Linked DNA regions of Danio rerio: region 1 is linked to region 2. The links are chromatin contacts, called in public Micro-C maps. All regions are on one chromosome and are shown on one strand. The core of a region is the stretch at or near the end of the contact, and the rest is flanking DNA. Distances in the headings are between cores, read along the strand shown.

The links. Hi-C and Micro-C count contacts between places; a contact is called where the count stands out from the background.
Region 1: a contact with region 2 is called in a Micro-C map of caudal fin, with 4 times the contacts expected there. The contact joins the promoter of tomm40l here to the promoter of usf2 in region 2. A contact is called at or near these places in 2 of 18 Hi-C or Micro-C datasets (caudal fin and hematopoietic stem cells).

The regions. Positions count from the first base shown.
Region 1 is chr19:11,927,789-11,932,430 of GRCz12tu, forward strand. tomm40l (translocase of outer mitochondrial membrane 40 homolog, like) reads left to right here and starts at 1,508. Exons shown (of 10, transcript NM_212959.1): 1 at 1,508-1,534; 2 at 2,013-2,218; 3 at 4,254-4,321; 4 at 4,425-4,517; 5 at 4,615-4,642. The coding sequence starts at 2,014. All of the region lies in intron 4 of si:dkey-3n22.9, which reads right to left.
Region 2 is chr19:11,654,234-11,659,308 of GRCz12tu, forward strand. usf2 (upstream transcription factor 2, c-fos interacting) reads left to right here and starts at 1,781. Exons shown (of 11, transcript NM_001122785.1): 1 at 1,781-2,249; 2 at 3,572-3,615; 3 at 3,717-3,838. The coding sequence starts at 2,212.

The sequences.
Region 1 (4,642 bases), core at 258-2,757, 270 kb after region 2:
ACTTCAACTTAAATGGAGCAAGTTCACAGTACCCATATAGATTAGTTTTTTTACTTAAATGGTTTGTTGCAATCGTTTTCTTCAGGCGGTTTGAGTTGCCTCATCTTATTGAGTTTTACAGTACTCTTTTGGTTTGAGTTCTCTTCATTTATTGGGTTTTACTGTGCTCAAATTGCTTCATTTACTCAAATGGATTAAGTTCACAATACTCATTAGGATTAGTTTTTTAACTTACATGGTTTGTTGCAATCGGTTTCCTCAAATGGTTTGATTTACCTTAACTTTATGAGTTTTACAGTGTACTATAATATTCTTTGGGATGATTTTGTAGAGTGCATTTGCAGAAAAAGATCATTAACAAGTTACCAGCATAGATAAATAAAGTAGAGCAACGATATAGATAAACACTACTCAGGTACAGAAATAAAATAATCAAATGTACAATAAAGTTGTATAATCTTCATTGTGTAAATAATTAAATTAATCTTTGTTAAAGCTAATCCAGATTGCAGATCCTGCTTTGAGACTATTGTGCTATAAAAATGCTAAAACGTTATTTTGTGCAGCCCAACTGTGGCAACTGTCTATTGCTATTACTCTCACTGTTGATATTAATGAGGTACACACTTTACAATAAAGTCCATTAGTTAACGTTAGTTTATGCTTTAAAATACAAGAGCCATTCATTTGTAACATTTATCACTATTTTACTAAAAATTTAACTGCTCATCGTTAGTTCATGTTAAATCAATGTCAATAAATATATTGACATTTTTAAAATGTTTAATGTTGAAATGAATATTATTAAAGTCAATAACAGATTATGTTTATTGTGTTAACTATTGGGAGTTAACAAATAGAAATCGTTTGTACAGTGCTGTCCTAATTATACATGCCAAATGCAAATATAGACTACTACATGCTTTTTCAGCACTCTTGCTTTTGAAATACAACTGTTCCAGCTTTTACCTCGTCCTGAGTTGTCACTATTGATTTTATGTCATTCAAATGTTTGAATTGAACGATTAAGACCTATTCTGAGCAGTTTGGTTTGTTGGATTCAAAGCGACCTTCAAAGTCTGTTATTTATTTGACCTTCACCCAAATCCTTCTACTTCGTGTCCGCTCTTTCAACCCCGCTTTATTTTGACGTAGTGACTGACAGAAAAACAAACCAATAGCCATTCAGTTTTGGTTCCGTCGAGCTGAGAGTAGGAGGAACGGCATATGAATTCGACTCGTTCACTTGAATCGGTTCTTTCGAAAAGATTATCTGAACGAACTGATTCAAAAACTCGCTAAGTAGTTCTTTTCAAAATTAAAAAGTAAAACTTACATTATATAATGTAAAGATGCTGAAAGATTCACAACGGCCCGGTTCCATTCATTCCGACTCGTAAATGAATAGTTCAGACTGGTTTAATGAACGCATTTGCTGAAAGGATTCGACTCTGAATGATTCATTTCTTTCACAATACATCGATGGACACACGTGGTTCTGTAACCAGGAGACCCGTCCTCTGAGAAGCTCAACGTGAGTTGTCATTGATTCATTCATTGTCATTGAGCTTTTTTTCAAATATATAGCACATCTCCGAGTAATTTCTCTACTAGAAAGGTTCTTATTTGTTCGATCTAAATGGCATTTGTATTGCATACATGTGTAATATCTGGCGAATAACACAAAGCTTGTGGCATTTAGCTTGTGAGCTAATTCATCAATGAACTGTTAGCTGAAGTAACGTTACATATATGTATTTTAAGCTGGATTCTTACCGAAACAGCAGCTTCTAATTGTCTAAAATCTACAAATCCATTATATTTCTTTATTTATTTTTATATAAAATAAGACATTGAATGACTTAAGGTTTTTGCCTAAACATAACATGCACGAACTGTTAATAGTCCACAAATGAAAACAACTGGCCTAACTTCCCTAAGCTGCTTATGATTGTTTCCTATTTCGATTAGATAATCGTGTTTTTAGTCATGTAATTTCTGTCCTGTATCAGAATGGGCAGTGTGTTGGCTGCCAGCGCCCCCAGCCCACCTCCACCAGGGCCGGGTGCCCCAGGTTTGGTATCGGTGCCTCCGGGATTTACGATGCCCCCCGTCTCACCGGTCTCTGCCCCGAGCAGCTCTCCAACCGGGCAACAGGACACCGAGCCTCCCCTTCCAAACCCCGGAGGATTTGAAGAGTGCCATCGCAAATGCAAAGGTAAATATTATTACTTTATCATTAAATAAAGACAGAGATTATAAACATACCTAATTAATCGGGTATCTAACGTTAACTGTACAATTTAAGTTTTGTATCGTGTACTGCATTGTTGTCAAATGGTGCAATAATAAATACTGAAGTTATAATAATAAATTGTCGGCATAAATACTTTTATTTTGGGTTTATGAAAGAAACCAACACTCATACAGAGCCATTTTTCCATAGGGAATTTTAAAACTCTTTTTAAACCATTATAATTAAAAAACAAACCAACCATCTACGAGACTAATTTCAACATAACAAAATTTTATTTGAAGCACAAAAAATATGAAAATATGACTAATCTTTTTATTTCTTGAACCTAACTGTTGCATCCCGCACATTTACGTTACATTATAAATTTTAAAATAAATGAAAATAGAAATTATTTCTATATTCGTCTATTTGTGTTACAAATGCATCTTTAGTCAGCCTAAAGCCCTGGTCAGATCACATGAATTTGTCATGATTTCGGCACAATTTCCTTGAGTTACGGCCCATTCACATAGGGCGTCGGCGTAAACGCTTCCCATTTACTTTGAATAGGTGACGTCAAGCAGTGCCCAACTGAATTGTGGGTCTGTCGGTGCTGCTTCAGTGGCATTGCTCACTGCAGAAGTTGGGACTTTTTCAACTTTTCAAGCACAAACAGAAGCGCCAGCCAATCAGATTGCTGTATGCAAATACACCAGCTGAGACATAGCCGATTGCTGACTAATTTTATTGGCTGATGCTGATATGATGACCACATCACCTGCAACTTCATCGGTCATCGGACACACCATTGGTCAAGCATTGACGCTGAAACCCCGAGTGAATCAGGCATTAGGTTGACGTGGGGATTTGTAAACCACAAATGGCTGTTGTGACACAAGATTTAATCGTTTCTTCTTGTTTAATGTGGCATAGTTCACGACAACTGATATAATGCCTGCAACGCCTCAGGACACCATCACAGAAAAGCTAGCATGTTTAATTTTTTTCTCGTTCTTCAAAACGAGTTGAGCACCTAATTTCTCGGTTATCTCAGCGGCCGCTGCCGTTAATGCGCCAGTCAGGTAATTTAAAAAATAAGCTGCATATTAACTTATGGGTGGGTCACGGGTGGATAAGATCAATCATTGGTTATGCAAACTTTAACTACCTTTTCTAAGATATTAAAGTGTCACAAAAGGGCATATATGCAGACATCTCCATTCTTACAACAAGTTTCTGAGTTCTCTTATCCTTCCAACAGAGTTTGTTCTTCTGAGGTAATCTGGGAATATGTTCAGTGCTGCGAATACATTGCAAAAGCATTTCTTGCTTATTCAAATTTGTTATTAATAGTGAAAACAGCTTTATATAGGCTTCTTTAAAAAAAAACTGTTACTATTTCACTTTAATTTTATTTGAGGCTAGATCAGGGATGGGAAAACTTGATCCTCGAGGGCCGGTGTCCCAGCAGAGTTTTGTTCCAACTCTAATCAAACACACCTGCTTGTAGATTTCTAGTGATCTTGAAGACACTGATCAGCTGGTTCAGGTGTGTTTGATTAGTGTTGGAGCTAAACTGTGCAGGACACCGGCCCTCCAGGACCGAGTTTGCCCATCCCTGGGCTAGATTATTATTTTACTTAACTAACCAACACAATCTCATGGCAATTCGTGTTTTGACGCATATAGCAGACTTGTTTTGAAGCGCTTCACCTCAAATGTTATTTTTTTGGTTTACTGTTCCAAAATATTTTTTTATGTTTCTCAAATTAAAATACAATGTGCACAATAGGAGAAAATGTTTTGTTTTTCACCCAGACATTTAGAAATAATATATTTAAGAGCAGTAATCTCAATACCATGATATCGTGAAACCATGATATTTATATCCAAGGTTATCATACCGTCAAAATCTTAAAACAGCCCATGCCTAGATCTCACCGGGGCTGAAGACACATTTTTAACTTGTTTTTTTATGCCAGATTCATGTTTTATCAAACTAATGTCTGTCCCTCAGAGGTTTTTCCAGTGCAGATGGAGGGTGTCAGACTAACAGTGAACAAGGGCTTGAGCAATCACTTCCAGGTTAGTCCACTGAACATGTCTTGGGCCATGATGTTGTAGCAAGCCTTTACAATTGTGTCAGTTTTCCCTAGCATTACCATAATCATCTTGTTATACTTTATAGGTGAACCACACGGTGTTGTTAAGCACTCAAGCAGATTCCAGCTACAGATTTGGAGCGACGTATGTGGGAACCAAACAAACAGGACCAGGAGAGGTACACATATTTACAAAAATAAACACATATTTTGAACAAAGTTTGATTTAACAAATTAATTTGTGTTATTTACTCTAAAACTTTATTTTGCTGTCAGGCCTTTCCCGTCATGGTTGGTGATATGG
Region 2 (5,075 bases), core at 531-3,030:
AAAAAGTAACATTTTATATCTTGCGGTTGCTGCAGGGAACATTGTGGCAGAGTGGAACACGCGTAAAACCAAACCATTGCAGTTATCATATCTTAACATAAGAAGTGTCAGTATAATGTACTGAATGCTGAGACCAGCAAAACATGCTTAGGGGTCCCTAGTAGAGATGTGCTGAGCTAAACCAGTTCAGTTTTGCGTGAGAACAGCATAACTGGTCCACCAGCTCTAACCAGCATATTAACCAGGATTTCACATTGGTTAATGCTGTATGTTCACTCTCGGCTGTATCTTTAGAGCAACCAAGCCGTAACAATTGTCAGATCAAACATGTGAAAGACCACTTAATATATGCTGATAGTATCTGAATTACTATTCTTTGAAAATGGAGTATTAAAGCCTACAAAAATCAAACTAAATTTACATAATTCTAACACTTTTTCCTTATAAATACAATACACTTACAAACGAAAATTGTTTCATTAAAGAAAATATGGAGTTATGTGACATGATGTACTCTCAATACAATTATTGTTTGACCACAATCATCATGATAAAAGATGTGTATTAGGCGGACAAAAAGACTAATGGGTTTTATAATAGTGGCATAAAAGATTTTGCTTAACACACTTTTTTTGTTGTATTGTTTTGTCAATAGCTGTAAAAGTATTAAAAGACAATTAATCATCAGTTTAAAGTGTTGGGTGTGTAAAATATGAGAATGGATAACATTAACAACTTTCTCACAAGTCCTCTTAATTCTCAGAAGTGAAGATGGAGTTAATAGTGAGAGGACATGCTGGAACAACAGTTGATTGTTGGTGGTAAATTGATGAAGTTCTGGAATTTGAGTTGTTATTGCTGCACTTCGACTCTCAATAGCAGTTAGCCTAATTTATGGAATGTTTACTTACGTTACCTTAAATAATAACTGATCAAACTATAGCTACATAAAACACTGCAAAACTGAAAAAACCCTCAAACGAGACATTTAGTGTTGATGTCAAACAGCTCAAATTTGCCATGCAGCACAGCCTCGTGGCAACAGCACTGCAAGTTCAGGAAAACAAAGAACAGCGCTTTTACTACCGACAACAATCTTATATTTATTTGTGGACCCATCACACAAATGTATATCGACTCAATAAATATTTCAGATCTTTAATGGTGGTCCGTTTATTGATGTCAAATAAGAATAAACGTCTATTTCCTATCCGTTGCTCTTGCATTCGTGTCATGTGGTTTGACCGAAAACCAGGATTGGATCGCGGGGGTCACCTGAGAAAAATCACCACTCGTCATATTCACGATTCCTTGGCTTGTGCTGATGTGACAGAGGGGAAAATTAAATGTACATCTTTAATGTTATGTACATGACATGAAGTTTGACGTGGACAGGTTCTTAACCAAGGTGCAAATACAAGGTAAGTTCACGGACTTATTAAATGCGATTTAAAATTATCACGTCATTCGTCATGAAACTCACGAGGTTGCAATAGCAATAGGCTAGTAGTTAGATATAGTACTTGTAGCTTCCATAAACTTAAGTTTGAAGTTTCACCCGTTTAAAGTGCATGTCAATTTATATTAACGTTACTCGTTATTTGTTTCTACACACTGCCAACGAAATACAAACGGTTTTAGGATACATAAACAATCATTCACGTGTTGTCTCGTGTCTAAAATGTTTTACCGTTCTTTTAATTCAACATAACCCACACTTTGTTTGTAATAACGTATTCCACTCCATATCTTATTAACGGCAGCGCTAAAATGTGGCCGCATTGAGAACGTTTGCGGATGGATACGCGAGGACTTACAGCCATACAGCGCAGTTACGAAATAACCAGAAAATTAGATTTCAGAGTACCACAAGTCAAACAAAGCAATTTTAAACGGTAGTAGGGTTAAGCCGGGATTGTAAAAGTCAGAAAAGAATCTGCTAGCGACTCAACAGGTCGAGAGCTCGTCGGGAGAGAAGGGCGGGAGGGAGTAGTATACGCAACAAAGCCGCGCAGTGAACGCAGCAGTAACCGGTACACCTTCCGTCTTCCTCCACAGCGGTCTCCATTTTAACTCCTCGCCCAGCCTGCACCTCACGTGTCCTGGACTGTCTTTCTCACATGACCCGTGTGTTTGTCCCCGTGATCAGCGCTTCCATCTCCCGTATTTCAAGTGTCGCTGAATATCGCATTTTAAAATCCGTTCGCCTTCATGGATATGCTCGATCAGAGCTTGGACACCTCGACGAGGTGAGAGCGCGTCCTTTATGTACGGCCACCCTCAAGGCCCAAGTCAACCATTTTCTGCTCTGTATTTTATCGCGGGACAGTTAGCATCATCTTTTAAGTTTATTTTCGGACTTTTGTTAACTTTTGTGCATGCAGACAACACAGTAAGTCAAACGTAAGGTACGCATAACACTAAGGAAAACAACAAATCGCAGGCGGTTTTACAATGATAGTCGACATATTTATATGACTATTAGCCCGATTGCTAATTTGGTGTTTTTTGCCGATCTTTGGCCACTATAGATACAAAATGTCATGCCGGTGTGTGTTTATTTATCCGAAATGCATGAAAATGTACAGTTTCTTAATTGTAAAAGATGTTAACTGATATTTTATGGATAAATGTAGTTAGTGTTCGGTGCTCTCGGCACTAAAGCCTGTCTGCAGTTTAACGTTAATGCATCAAATTCCCTTCAGCCTACAATCCAACGCCAGTGTTTTCATCCAGAGGCTTTATATGAATTCAGAAGTTTTTTAAAATATATAATCATGTGGTGTTTATTTGGCAACAGTGCTTATTCGATAAAACGTTATTTATTAGTGTTGGTTTTTGTAAAGCACTTCAAAAATTAACAGTTGGTTGGTGATGTGAAGGGGGCGTTCACCTTTTAACGTATTCACCAAGTAGACCAATCTTGCTAATTTATATTAAATATTTGGAACATTTTACTTAATCCATTTATATTTTTAAATGATTTAAACTACACCTTACTTGCTAGTATTAAGACTGAAAACTGTACGAGTGTGATGTCTGAAGCATTATGAATCTTTATGTGAGTCGGATCTTTTCAGTGACTCACTTGAACCGGTTTTTGCGATGCTGCCTCAAGATTAGTCCTTTTTAATTGTTATTCCTCCGTCTATTGAGACAGAATGCTATGAATTTGAACATTCTTTCGAGTTTAAAATAAAATTCAATCGCAGTTTGGCAGAAAACCTTCTTCATATAAATTATAACCTTTAGATTTTGATGCAAAACAAAACCTTTTAGAGATAAATTGAAATAAATTTAGCTTTTGTTTTCTATAAATACATATTATATATTCAGATATCCGAGAACTAAAATTAATAGTATTACAATAAATACAAAACATTATTAAATCTTTTAAATCAGTGTTTCAAGCAAACTATATAACTATACTATATAAATTAATATATCACAAAACTGCCTCAATTCTATTTACTTGGATGTGGCAAAAGCCCATATGATTTTTTTTCTGTGTTTTCATTAAGATGAGAGAAGTTTCTTAATGTGACCTAAAACATTTGCTCTCTTCTTGCAGTCACGAGAAACAGGAAACTGAGGAGGTTGTTCAGCTACAGGACGGTTAGTAAAAACACGCAGCTCTAAATAGTGTACATATTCAGTAAATGTTTTACAAAAAAGATTCACATTTTTCATGAAGTAATTTCTGGTGTATTTCTCAGGAGAGGGGGTCGGGGCTGAGGAGCAGACAGCGGTTACTATAGCGAGTGTCCAGCAAGCAGCAGCAGCGTTTACAGACCACAATGTTCAGTACCAGTTCCGGACAGAGAACAGTGGAGGACAGGTCAGTGCGACCTTTGACCTTTTCAGGGTTCACATTCAGGTCACTCTGTAATAAAACATGTCTCGTAGTATAATGTCCCAGTAATTGGTCATATGGAAATGCTTTTATGTCCTTTTACCCATGTTTTAGCCTTTTGTAAATACTATTCGAGGTATTTATTAATATTTCTGTAAATAGCTTTTTGTTTTATGTCTTTTCAGTTTTAGGTTTTATTAGTAATTTTTAAATTGTATTCAGTCTTCTTTTCCAATAAAATTTTTGTTGTAGCAATAATATTTCATCTAAAGCCCAGCTCACACTGTGAGATTTCAGCCATGATTTTGTCATCTGAGACAAATTTGGGAAATCCTAAAAGATTCCTGAAATCCAGGGCTAAAATCGTGATCTTTGATTGTTGGTTTGACATGTTCACTGACAGCCGCTTAGTGCCTGTTGCGGTCAGATTTTTCCTCCGATGAAGTTCTGGCAGTGTCACAACAGTGTTACAACTGCTAGGATGAGCGTCAATCCCAGAACCAATAGGAGCTCCGAATTTGATGATGCGATTCATGCGACAATTTAAATGTTTATTTTTCTTCCTGAGTTTATTATTGAGACATGCCGTCTGCAAAATTGCTGCTACAGATTGTTTATATTTGCTGTGCTGAATCATTTTAAAACGCAGGATAGTGAAAGTGTCGCGGGTGGATGACGTTAAACTCCGGTAGTGTTTTTTTTTTTTGTGTCTTCATTGTCGTTCAGTCTGACCTTATAACAGCTGAGATCTTACAGTGTGACATGGGAGCCATATTTGTGCAGTCTGACATGCTACAATCTTTAAGGATTATAAAAAAAAATGCACAGTGTGAGCCGGCCTTTAGCTAAATAGTAGTCAACATTTGGAGTGGATCAAAAAAGTGGTTCAAAATTGTGCCAAGAATGGGTGTTGTTCAATTGTTTATTTTGAAAAGTATTACTCCACTTTAAACGTGAACTTTATTTACTCATTAGCACATAATCATTCACACCAGCATCGTAATTGAATGTGTACATGTATAAAATGCATTATTAAACAGCCTGTATTTATTTCATATCGTTCATTCCTAGTTTTATTGTAAATGAAGGATTAATCTGCACACGTTTACACATTTTGGCAGTAGGGAAAGTTATTACACTGTTATTACACTGAGATGTTACTGAGACTTTACTAGGACCTAGACTTTACTTAGACACTACTTAGATGTTCTAAAAGTGCATT